2 separate regions of the Canis lupus genome follow, and region 2 is linked to region 1. The links are chromatin contacts, called in public Hi-C maps. All regions are on one chromosome and are shown on one strand. Each heading gives the region's core, a stretch centred on a gene start, on an enhancer-like site or on the middle of the called end of the contact. The rest is flanking DNA. Distances are from core to core; before and after follow the strand shown. Region 1 has its middle 33 kb from the start of SMIM13. Region 2 has its middle 34 kb from the start of TMEM170B.

Region 1 (6,249 bases), core at 156-2,655:
GCACAGGGGACAAGGAAGGCTGCATGGAAGAGGCGGTTGTTCAGGGGGGAATTAAAGGACAGAGAAGGTCTCCGGGCACAGTGATAGGTTTTTGCAGCAGCACAGAGCACAGTGCTAGAGAACCAGTGGTTCGGGATGGAGAGGAGGGTGAGAGAGGCCAGGGCCCTGGGTTTCTTTCTGTTTCTTTTCTGGGTCTGAGCAGGAGGGCCGAGAGCCTGTTGGTACACGTTATCATTAATGGCTGTGAAGTGACGGGACAACACTCAGGGCAAGACTCCTTATGTACTTTGTTTTGAATTGTTTTGTGTCTAAATCAAATGAACTTGATGCTCAGTCTATTTGCCACGGTCGGTGAGACATTGGGCCTTAGTCATTATTGGCAAACACATCTCCTCCCTAAGAGCCCACAGGGTCCTCCACGATCCCGAGAAGTTAGCAAAGGCCTTTACGCTTCAGTCCAACAGGGTCGCCTTTGAGAATGCTCATGACCATGGGGCGCCTGGGTGGCCCAGTCGGCGAAGCACCTCCCTTCAGCTCAGGTCATGATCTCGGGGTCCTGGGATCGAGACCCGCATCGGGCTCCCTGCTCAGTAGCAAGGCTGCTGCTCCCTCTGTGATCTCTCTGGCTCTCGCTCCCTCTCTCAAATAAATAACATCTTTTTAAAAAATTTTTTAAAAGAGAGAGAGAATGCTCATCATTTGGCCCCCTGTGAGAGCCACACACACAGCTTCACTATGCACCATGGAAAACCTGGCTGCAGTTTTCAAAGCCGGAGCTTAGGGCTCAGATTCCAAGTAGTGGCCAGCATCCCCACCGCACCTGCTACCTCCCCGGGACCTGTGAGAATCAGGTGCACGCTTCTGCTTCCAATCCTTGGGAATCCAATTGCGTTTCTCCACAGGCCCCTGGATCACCTTCCCTGAATGTCTTTTCTCTACCAACCCTTTGCAAGTCCTGCTCCCTGGTGGACAACCCAGAGTTAGAACCCTGGGGAGCCTACACCTGCCGGGAGGGAAAGCCAGCACCAGGACACAAAGGCCCATTGTCCTGTTGAGGAGTGGGGGAGGAAACAGAAGAAGAGAGACACCAGGACCTTCTCAATCCGTCCTGCTCTGTCTGCTCCCATAAATGAGGGCTTCACCTTGCGTTTGCATTCAAACACGGATTCATTTCCCTTTGTGCTAAATGACCTCCTGGGTGATTGGTCTTTGCTCGTTTGGGTTTTGTTTTATTTGGACATTTTATGTGAAAAGGCAATTGTGCTTCCTTTCTCTAAGCAACAAGGCAGAAGCCGAGGGTTCGGCGCTCACCACATCCAGGGCCAAGCGACTTTACCTCCCTGAACCTCAGTTTCCTTCCCTGGGAGGTCCAGCTAATGTTTCCCCTGACTTCCTCACAGCTCACAAAGCTGCGGGGTTGGAGGAAGGCCATACATCAAGAAAGGATGGTGCACATGGAAGGCGCCACCAACACAGAGCCTTCCGATTTCCAAGAACATCTCACTCATCCATCACTCATTTTCTGAAACTGCCTGGTTTCGGGGGCTAGACACTGGGAAGTGGGGTTCAAATGCCATGTGTGAGCGCTCCTCTTTCTCTGCCTTCCAGCTCTCATCAGTTGGAAGCAGCGGGACGACTGTCGCCTCAGCTTTAGATGAAGAGGAAAGATGTCCCTGTGTGGCCAGAACAGCCCTGGTTTCTGTCCCTTGTCCTGGCCCCATGATGACTATAACCCCCTCCCCTCCCCTTCGCTCTCCAAAATGCTTCCGTTTGATCAATTTATGAGTTCAACCTTAGCTGCTTTAAGCAAAGGGGATTAAGTAAAATATCTGTGATGCAGAGCAGGATGCCTTGTAATTATCAAACCCATCAACGCCAGCCCAAAGGAACACACACCCCAGCCAGGAATAGAAAAAAATAAAAATAAAAAAACCACTCCCCTAAATGCTTGAAATCTGTCGCCATCGTGTGGCCAAAAGCTGCTCTTTCAACAGGATCTTTGGGTCTCCGGAGGGATGGAGGAGGGACACAGAACACACAGAATTAGGGGCTTGCGAAATAAGCATCTCATGAACATCTACTTTGGTGGTTGGCGCCTAAAGATAACAGTCACCGTTTTCGGGAGACGTGGATAAGGCAGGAATTAGGCCTCTGATTTGAGGCTGAGATTCCAACTAAAAGATGGAATGTTAGGCAGCTTGCCGGTTAGAACGTAATTAATTTCCCTAGAGGTTCGGCCTTATATTGAAATATGAATTCAACACAGTGGGGATGATGGTGATTAATCAAATAAATCTGCCAGCGAATGTTTAATTGGGTGGGGCCCCTGGAGGAGAGGAAGACTTCTAGGTAACAAATGAACTGCCCGGAAAGGGGAGGAGGGTGATGTTGAGAGGAGCTTCCCTGAGAAGGGGACCTGTGAGGGGAAATAATGGTGAATGACCAGCGCACGAGGGGAGGGGAGGCAAGGGTTCAAGTCAGGGCCAGGATCATGCGACAGAAGAAGGTGTGGGGTGCTGGGGGGCAGCCCACAATGCCATAGGGTGCAGAGAGTGGGGGGCCGTGCTGGGAGATGAGGCTGGTAAATGAGATCTGGTAGCGGGTCACTGGGTGTGTTACAGACTTTTAACCCTAGGAGTAACGGGAAACCGTTCACATCACAAGCAAGGAGACTACAGGGTCACGTCTGAGTTTCAAAATGCTCATTCTGGTGATGACAAGGAGGAAAGACTTGAGAGGGGCTATCGCGGATTTAAGACAAACCATCATTGCAGTGATCCCTGTATTATGGTAGGGAACAGTCGGGATACACTGGGCACTGTTTTTTTCTTACTTTTCTTTTTTCCTTTTCAAGTAGGCTCCACACCCCAGCATGGAGCACAACACGGGGCTCGAACTCACACCCTCGAGATCAAGACCTGAGCCAAGAGCAAGAATAGGATGCTTAACGGATTGTGCCACCCAGGCGCCCCCATTGGGTACTGTTTCTAAACGCTTTGAGCGTAATCACTCATTAATCCTCACAAAAACCCAATGAGATAGGTAGGTTTACTACACCCATTTTACAGATGCAAAATGAGGCAGAGAAGTGTAATCCCAGAAGCCCCCCACCCCGCCTTGTGGCCAATACACGACAATGCTTATGGATGGTAATAAGAAAATGGAGAACAGGCAGTTTCAGGACTATTTCAGAAGAAAAACCAACAAGACATGATGTGCTAAATATGGGGCCCGAAAGAGGGGTCGGGGGTACGTAGGCTGTCGACTTTAGCAGCTATTACAGGGATGCCAAAAGAACAGCAGGCTGGGAAGCAACCACGGATCTGACCTTGCTGGTGTGGAGTTGGACCAGCGTTTAAGACCATCCAAGGAGATCCTGAGCCGGCAGCTGGCTCAAGAGATAGAGAGAGGAATGTGGTCCTGCTGGTGGAAGAGATGGTAACTGAAGTCACAAGTAGGACTGCCTGAGGTCACGGCACAGGGTGAGGACGAAGGGGCTACAGGTAGCCCAGGGGAACTTGGACATTTAATTGCAGGATGAGACTGCAAATGAGATGGAGGGGGCAGGGGCAGACCGGAGGTGCTGAAGCCTGCAAAGCCAGGAGAATTTGGTATCGTGCAAGCTAAAAGAACGTTTCAAGGAAGAGATGAGCAACCACAACAGATGCTGTCGGGAGGTCAGGCCACGTTGAGGGCTGGGAAATGCCCTTTGGATCTTGCGTCGGGCATCCCAGAGGCAACTCCTCAGAGAAGTCCGCTGACTGGAGGGAAGAGGGGCTGGCAGCCCAGGGGAGAGAGTAGAACAGGCCTTTCCTTCTTCCAAGATAGACGATGCGTAAACACGTACGTTGAAATGTTGAGGAGAGTGACACAGTTGACCAAGTGCCTGAATGTGGAGAGGAAATACAGCTTGTCCTTGTACAACACGGGTTTGAACTATGCGGGTTGTCCACTTCCATGAGGATTTTGTCAAGACACACAGTACCGTAAATGTATTTTCTCTTAGGATTTCATTACCTTCCCTCTAGCTTGTTTTATTATAAGAATGCTGTATATAACACATGTAACATACGGACAAAATATATGTAATCGACTGTTATTGATAAGGCTTCCTGTCAACAGTAGGCTATTAAGTTTTGGGGGAGTCGAAATTTAGTAAGATTTTTGATTCCATGACACATTGTTCAAGAGCCAACTGTACTTTACAGTGTCAATTTGCTGAAGAGGGAGGAGGAGAATAGGATCCAAAGCACAGGAGGAGGGATTATTTCAGATAAGCAGAGGGGTCTGTCCTTTAATGTACCAGGAGGGAAGGAGAGGGTGGGAACAGACACACAGGCATGAAAACTCTGTACAAGGGTGCCAGGCTCGTAGATTTCTCTTCTCACTAAATGACTTGTTTAACCAAAATGGTTCCCAAACCTGCTTGCTTCTGCTGTCTCTATTATAATTCTATAATTAAATACTACAGTGAAATGAGAATTTAAAAAATGGTTGCTATTTTTATGAATGTTTTGTGAAAATCTGATAAAGCCAAGATGCTAAAAATCCTGTCCATCTAGGGACAAGTGAGGCAGCTGTAAAAAAAAAAATGGGAAAATTAGAGTCAAAATCTTTGCTCTGCAAGGTTCCGTTCTTGTTCCGATTTTGAGAACAAAACCAGAAATCACAGAATTGTAAGTCTAAACTTTTACAAAGAAAATGAGATTGAAATTCTAAGGGATCTATATTCAGTGAGAAAACAGCCGTGGTCTCACTTCAAATAGTGTAGGATGAATGCGTGTTTTGATTCCCCATTTCAATGGACTTTTTCAATGGCCTGACCAGCTCCTAGACCAAGCTGGCATTAAGGAAGGCTTCTACAGTTACAAAGGTAAATATGAAGAGGAGAGGGAGGGTAAGTTATGGCTTGCCTACTCTACATTAAAGAATATGCTTCACTAGGATTTTTAAAAAATATACTCCTTACAGTGATCCTAGATGTTATCATTTCCATTTAGCAGCTCAGGAAACATGTTAAGTAACTACCAACTATGAAGATAAAGAGTGTAGGTAGGACCTCCATCCTTCTGACTTCATCCTAAGTTCCAGATGGGCCATTTCCACTGGTCTTACCCAGACCTGGACTTTCCCCCAAACTACACTCCACCCACATCCTCCATCAGCCACACCCTTGGGGCATCCTTCTCCTTGACCTTCCATTATCTACTCACCCACCAAATCCAGTTCCCATCAGTATCTGTTCCATTTGTCGCCACTTCCACGAGCCTTGCATAGACTCACATTGTCCTCTGCCTGGATCCTGCAATAGTTTCCTGTTACCAATTTCGTAAATAGGCAGATCTGAGCAATATCATTCTACATGCATCAGTGGAACATTTGCTATTCTTTCAAGTTCTTTCTTCGGTTTGCTTCCAGCACATTACTTTCCTCCAGGTAGGTTCCTGGTTTTCTCCCCAATCCTTCTCAATGTCCTAATGGTCTCTTTTTCTTACACCAGCCTCTTAAATAGTAGTGCTCTTTAGGGGCCACTCCTTGGGTCTCTTCTCATTCTATCCTCCCCCTGGTAGATCCTATTTTTGCCTTCAGCTTCAACTGCCTTCACATACTGATGATCAGTCTGTATTTTCAACCATGCCCTTTAGACCATTCTTAGAACTGGTTAGTATTTCTATCTACCTAATGGTCCCATAAGCACATCAAACTCAAATATCCATAGCCATAACTGGACTCTCATCTTCCATCTCCCTATGGCCAACCACTGACCTACTTCTTCAGTATGCATCCCTCAGTGTTGCCAATCTCAAACGAAACTCAAAATGTTGAAGTCATCCTTCACTTATCCTTCTCTCGTCTTCACAATCCAATCTCAGGTCCGGCTGATTCTTTATATCCTCACATTTCCCATGGCTGTCACTCTTTTCCACTAACTTTCTATTTTCTTACTTACGCTATAGTAAGATGCATCCTGTTTCCACTGTGCCTCCAAAGCAATCCTCCTTAATACAGTCAGCATGAACTTTTGGAGTCATCTATACTTAGTCCAGGTGCAAGACCACTCAATATATGTTAAACAAGTGAATCCATGTTTTCACTCAATTCAAAGTATTTCAGTGATTTCCAACACAATGCATGTACCTCAAAGTCTTTGCCATTGCATACGAGGTCTCTTGTGCCTTAGATTTTTCTTACTTCTCTAGTTTCACATCACTATGCCCTATAACTACTATTTCCAGGAATAACAAAGCA
Region 2 (6,643 bases), core at 1,149-3,648, 300 kb before region 1:
AAGAATGCCAGATTCAACATTATTTCTGGGTGTGTATATGGAAGGTGTTTCTGGATGAGATTAGCATTTGAGTCAGTGGACTCAGAAGATTGTTGTCCTTCCAGTGGGAGTGGTCAGCATGCAATCTGTTGAGAGCCTGAACAGGACTAAAGGCCAAGGAAGAAGAAATGTGTTCCCCTTTTGCTTCCTGCCTGCATGCTTGTGATGAGATATCAGTCTTCTCCTGCCCTTGAACTGGGAGGCGCACCACTGAGCTCCTGGTTCTCAGGCCTTCAGATTCAGACTGGAATTACACCAAGGGCTTTGCTGGGTATCCTGCTTGCAGATAGCAGATTATGGGACTTCTCAGCATCCATAACCAAGTGACCCAATTCCTCATAATAAATCCTCTTCTCTCCCTCCCTCTCTCTCTTCCCAGATCCACCGTGACTTACAATAAGGTTCTGTCCTAACAAACCCATCACAAATTTAAAGTATCACAAACTGAAAATGTATTTAATGCTCAAACATCATAGCTCAGCCTAGCCTACCTTAAACATGCTCAGAACAGTTACAGGTGGGCAAAATCATCTAACACAAAGCCTACTTGATAATAAAGTGTTGACCATCTCATGTAGTTTATTGAATACTGTACCAAAAGTGAAAAATAGCATGGTTGTCTGGGTACAGAATGGCTGCCAGCGTATTGCTTGCTTACCCTGGTGAGCAAGCGGCTGACTGGGAGCTGTGGCCACTGCCCAGCATCATTGCGAAAGAGGATCAAGCTGCATGTTGCTAATCCGGGAGCAGATCAAAATTCAAAATTCTAAGTATGGCTTCTGTTGAATGCATATCACTTTCAGACCATCATAAGATTGAAAAATCATAAGTCTAACTAACATAAGTAGGGAACTGTATATGTGCACACATATATGCATGTGTGTGCATATCTATCTATACACACACACAATATAGATGATTTTTAAAATAGATTTTATTTATTTATTCATGAGAGACACAGAGAGAGGCAGCGACATAAGCAGAGTTCTGGAGAAGCAGTTTCCCTGCTAGGAGCCCGATGTGGGACTCGATCCAAGGATGCTGGGATCATAACCTGAGCCAAAGACAGACGCTCAACCACTGAGCCACCCAGTTCCTTCTCTGGGCTCTCCTTTGTGGGACACCACCTTGGAAGCCCTGAGCCAACATGAAAATAGTCTGGACATGCTGGGGAATACCATGCAAGGGCTACACAGAGACAGGGAGACGTTCAGGATGTTCCCACCACAGCTTTTCCAGTATTAGCAGCTCAGCCATCAGACACAGAAGGAACAAGGCTTCTCGATGCCACTGCCAACTGAAAGCATCCGACATCAGAACCCCCCCCCCCAGCTGTGTTCCTGAATTCCTGCTCACAGAAACCCATGGGAGATAATAAACCATCAGTGTTTTAAGCCACAGCAATCAGCAACCAAGGCAACAATAGACAGCCCTTAGCACAACGCCTGGCTTGTAGAAAGGGCATCGCTTTTTGCTTTTGTTTTGACATTTTGTAGTTTTAGTGTTTTAATAAGACATTAGTAACTGGCATTTCATTCCTAGTTTTCCTCCGTCTCTGTGCACTAGAGGGCACCCCCTCCATGCACCGAGGGCCGCATGCAAGCAGGTGTACTTTTCCAGCCAAGCCTCCAGGAGGAGCCAGCCTCTAATTTTTCACTGTCCCTTGGTAGAAGGTCAACTTGGCAAAAATGGGGGAAAGGCTTCATAACCAGTATGCTAGCATGCATAAGGAAGCTGCGTTCCAGAACACTCTGCAAACGCGGTCTAAAAAAACAAGGAAGCTTATTTTGCCATACAACGCTGCCCCCAGACTGGAGGTGCAAACAAAAGACCAGAAAATCCGCTCCCCTCCCCAGCTGTAAATGTAAGCAGAGCAGGTTATATTCGCTTTAATCCCCTAAAAAGAGAAGAGATCTGCAAGGCTATGATTTCCAAACAGTGCTGTACCTAATCTCTGCCATACGTAGAAACACAGAGAAGCAGTCCCTCTGCTGCAGTTTACTTCCCATACTGTTTTATTGTCACATTTGTACCACCACTCTAACTTAAAAATTCCCAAATTTCCCCCTTTTATAGCTCTTTGTTTTGTATATGCAGGATTTGAGAGTCTAGTGACTGTGAAAATGGGCCATGATGATGATTGCAGGAAATTTGGGACCAAATCCCTTAAAATGAATTGTCTGAGCCAAATGCATTTTTGGTCTCCCCCCTTTCCAACATTCAAAACATACTTTACCCATAATCCCTCCTAGTAACCCAAGAGGGTTGGCAGCCTGCGCTTACCGTGACAGCCTGCCAGTCTCTGTGTCACTCCTGAAGGCTGGCCCCTGCCCCGAGCAGGGTGGCTCGAGTACAGCTGGGCTCCAGTGGAGCCCTGGTCTTGAGAACATAGAAGGTTTTGTGGTCAGCTTATCTGATCAGAGGGTTACACTGTGAGGTCAGGACACTGCAGCCTGGTGGAGTATAGAGGGGGCTAAGTGGGGGCAGAGAAGAGCGGATTCTTTGAGAGTCTCCCGTAACCTCCCTCCAGCCGACCTTCCATCATGCTGATCAATCCCAAAGAGAACCACGGGAGAAAGGAATATGGGACCGATGCATCTTGTGCTGGGGATTCAAACCAAACCAAACACCATGTATGGTAAAGTCAGGAGAATAATGTTGCAACCCATCATGCGCCCATAAATGATGAGAGTGATGTATGGGTATAATTTATGGCCATGTCTCATCACTCTGTGCTCACAGGATGTATATGGGGTAGGCTCTTCTTTAACACACTAGTAACAGCGAACGTTGTCCTCTTTGACTTGACCACAAATTGCAGACTGCACAGCCTCAGAGCATCTCCGATCCCTCCCAGCGAGCTCTGGAAATTCCCAGGCAGTTTCGTACACACGTTCTTAAGGAGCCTCTTGGCTCCCCAGACTACACTATAGATCCGAATTGTGGTGGTGACACACCCACTACACTCCAGAGGCTGCGTGGCTGGGTGCCCGGGTCACTGATGCTGACAGCAAAGACTCGGGTCCCTGCTGGGATGGCCCTTCGTGCTCCCCATTGAGAGCTTCTGTTTCATTCTATGTCCTCAGTGGCTGCCAGCACAGTCAGTGGACTCTGCCGAGGAAGTTAGCATTCTGTGTCCCCAGAGCTGTCACCCTCCATGCCTGGACCACTTCTTAGGGCTCATCTTCAAGGGCTCTTTTCATTTCCCTGATGTCCTGATAGACCATCCAGAGGCATGAGCAGCCCCTCCTGCCTCCCAACCCCTCCCGAGATGATGAAAGACCATATCCTCTGGCCCAAATCTATGTGCCTCTCTCTGGGATGACTTTCTTCTCATAAACCACTTGCTCCTCAATCTTGAGCCTGCCCTGTGGATGTGTCCCAATACAATGAACTCCACAATGGCAAGAGCAATTGGGCACCTAGTCTCTGCACCTGTTTTTTGTTTTTGTTTTGTTTTGTTTTGTTTTTTCAGTAGTTGAATCTAGAATGGGTTACAGTAGGGTTCAGAATCTTTAAGCAGGCTAGAAGTTTTTCACAGGAGCCTGTTTCTGAGGGATGGAGTCCCTGGATGCAGTTTTCTGGTATGATGGCCTTTCTGGGGTGGAAGAAGGTTCCTGAGATTTGGGAGAGGCAGAGCAGAGGCCCACTTGCAAGGCCAGTCGTTTCGGGTGTCCACCCCTTTCTATAGGAAACTAGCATATTCCACAACCTTCCCCCACTTCCACCCCCCAAGCCATAAATGTTAGAATGTCCTCAGGGGCAGGCCAACCTCATCTCTATCTGGACTTGCACTCAGCTCCCCGAGCCATGTCCTTTCCCTGTTATTTTGCAGCGAGGGGTCTTGCAACACTGTTCCATGAGATGTGGAATTTTTTGGCATCACAGCAGGTGCTAGTGAACTGCCTCCGACCTGGCCACCTGGAGGTAAATAATTTCTCCAAGGGCACTGGTCTCCTCTTCTCCTTGCTGGGCCCCTTCCCTCACATTCTTTTCCTTTTTGCATTACAACCCTAGCCCGATTTTCTTCACTGTGGTTTGGTAAGGCTGGGCCTATGTCTGTCACTTTTCATTAGACCTGCCCACATAGGCCTTTTGAATTCTAGTGGTGTGGGAAGATTGGCTCTGAGTGAGGGAGAGGGGGATTCATTTCCCCTGCTGCTTCTGAGTTCAGATAGGGACAGCCGCAGAAGAGGGGAAAGCTAAACACGGTGGCACTACTACTAGAAGGATCTGTGCTCTATGCTTATAATTATGAGGAGGGATTGGGGGACGTTTGCTAGACCTCATATGTGATGTTGACCAAATCATGAAGAACTTTATCATAAACACAGAAATTCCAGTAATTCTGTTTGCAACCTGGAAAGCCATCTGTTTCATGTTTTATCCCAACAAGGACCATCACCATGTCTTTATATACCAACATGGTGCTAAGGGGATAGAACAGGGTGAAGCATTCTATGCACCCCAACCCCCTGAATCTCTCTGCTTCCTGCTTAAAGACGCATTTTAATAATCCCCATCCCCAGGGAAGACTCCTTTCTTAGTTGCCTCTTCAGGACACTCAGCAGATAAAATCACCAGGCAGGAATTCTATGGGGTGGGAAGGCAAGGGGTATTTGGAGATGACATGGTCAAAAGTCTCTCAAATTATCCTGAGCTGACCATTTTCACATTTCCTATGCTTTGTGCCAACCTATTTCCAGTTTTACTTCACAATTTATTGGGGGAAAGTCTATGAGGCTCCAATCCCATACTCAAACTGCCTTTCTCTCCCCAAGCATGGGGCGCACTGATGTCTACCCCAGCAGGCTCAGCTCAAGCCAGTTCCCAGACCAGCATGGGGTTGTTTGCAACTATAAACCCCCATCCTACAAATCCAGTGTGTAATTCAGGATTTGCTGAGTGAGTGGCAACCCCACCCCATTATATCCTTAAATACCCTTACTGTAAATGTGGCCCAGGATGAGGGGGCACAGAGCTATCTAAAAAGTCCTGCATCCATAGTGCTAGCTGCCCTCCCCGGGTATTTATGATCTGATCACTGCTCATCCTCACACAGGCCTTGCGGTGGGCACTTTCACCATCTTTGGTTTAAAGTGGAGGATGCTGAGGCTGGAGAGAGGTTGCTTAACTTCCGCAGGTGAGCATCAAGCTGGGGCTAGAAGGACAAGCATTCTGGAAATTACAGTCTACAGGCTGTGACTCTACCGTGTGACTGACACATGGAATCACATCTCTGTGGCTTTGACACTTTGACATCTGTTCTAGCTTCTCCCTGGCCATCTGTCTAGTTCCAGCTCTCACCAGGCTCCTCTTGGGAGACTGGATTAGCCTCAGGGATACGGCCCAGGCTTACGTTGCCTGGCCTTTAAAACATTATTTACCGGATTTTCTTGTTGCAATCTTGCCCTTGTCTGGGGGGACAAGGCCTGACTGCCCTAGGCCGGCCCCTGACGTCATCTGTGAGCCTTCATCCCTCAAGATGCCCTTGGACACAGAAGAGAGCAGTCTCATAGTGTTTCTGGTTTTTTCCTCCTGAAAGCTCCGCTGTCAGCAGCCCTGCCTCTGTGTGCGCCATCCTCCTGGGCCAGCCTGGGACCAGTCCCCAACTCCGCTTTTCTATCATCTTCCTGAGAAATCGCAGCCATGCCTTAGGTTTCCAAAGGTCTGTTTACAGGCATCAGTTGTCCTGGAAGCTTTATTTCCACTAAAATGGAAAGAAGTAAATGGACACAATTAATTCCTTAAAGTGGACAGAATCGGTAGGAGTTAGCCTGAAATAAATGAAGAGGGAGACGGAAAGTTTATTCTTGTTTATTTATTTATTTATTTTTTTAGTTTATTCTTGTTTAAATGTTTAATTTGCAGAAATGGCAAATGATAGCAGGAAGGTCAGGGCCTGGCAGCGTGTTTGCCGAAGGGCTCGATGCTGGCTATCAACAGTGTGTGCAGGGAGCTTCTGTGAGCACGGCCGCCGCGGGAGCTCTGCGCTCTGCATGGTTTCTTGTTGGGGAGAGTCAGAGGAGATGCGAACCAGCATCACCAGGGGCACCAGGGGGCCTGGGCTATTGCAGCCCCATGGTGGGGGCAGTACAAGGCAGGTGGTCAGGCTGCTGTCAGCCCAGCCAGCACTGATGTGAGTACACACGCATCACACACCACATCCCATGTACACCTACACACCGTGCACACACCCCACACCCCATGTACACATACACACACCCCACATCCCACATCCCACATACACACAAACACATCACACATACATACACATACATACCACACGTATACAACACTTCCCTCACATACACACATACCCCACACAAACACATCACATACAAAACCACATGCACACCACCCATACACACACACTGGCTTTCCTCCTAGATTCCCAATTCTATGTGACTCCCTCACCCCTCTTGACTGACACAGAAGATGGACTCAGCCCAGTCACTGCTGAAATGAAGTCTGGTGTCTCTGACAGCTGTGGCAAAGCATTAGCAGGGTTAAAGGCAAGTACTACAGATGGCTGAGCTGAGCCATTCCTCTCTGGCTACAACCTCCTTTTCCAGGGAAGCTTCTGAAGCAACCCCAGAGCTCC

The links. A called contact is a pair of places that touch in the nucleus more often than the background predicts.
Region 2: a Hi-C map of amygdala shows a contact between it and region 1, with 7 times the contacts expected there. The contact joins two enhancer-like sites. A contact is called at or near these places in 7 of 9 Hi-C or Micro-C datasets (amygdala, blood, liver and 1 more).

Annotation. Positions count from the first base shown.
Region 1 is chr35:12,115,852-12,122,100 of UU_Cfam_GSD_1.0, reverse strand. No RefSeq gene overlaps it. Among named protein-coding and RNA genes, the nearest start is that of SMIM13, 33 kb to the right of the region's middle. Within about 2 kb of position 1,405, at least 3 of the 20 cell types and tissues checked have an H3K27ac peak or open chromatin away from gene starts, as enhancers often do.
Region 2 is chr35:12,420,911-12,427,553 of UU_Cfam_GSD_1.0, reverse strand. No RefSeq gene overlaps it. Among named protein-coding and RNA genes, the nearest start is that of TMEM170B, 34 kb to the left of the region's middle. Within about 2 kb of position 2,398, at least 8 of the 20 cell types and tissues checked have an H3K27ac peak or open chromatin away from gene starts, as enhancers often do.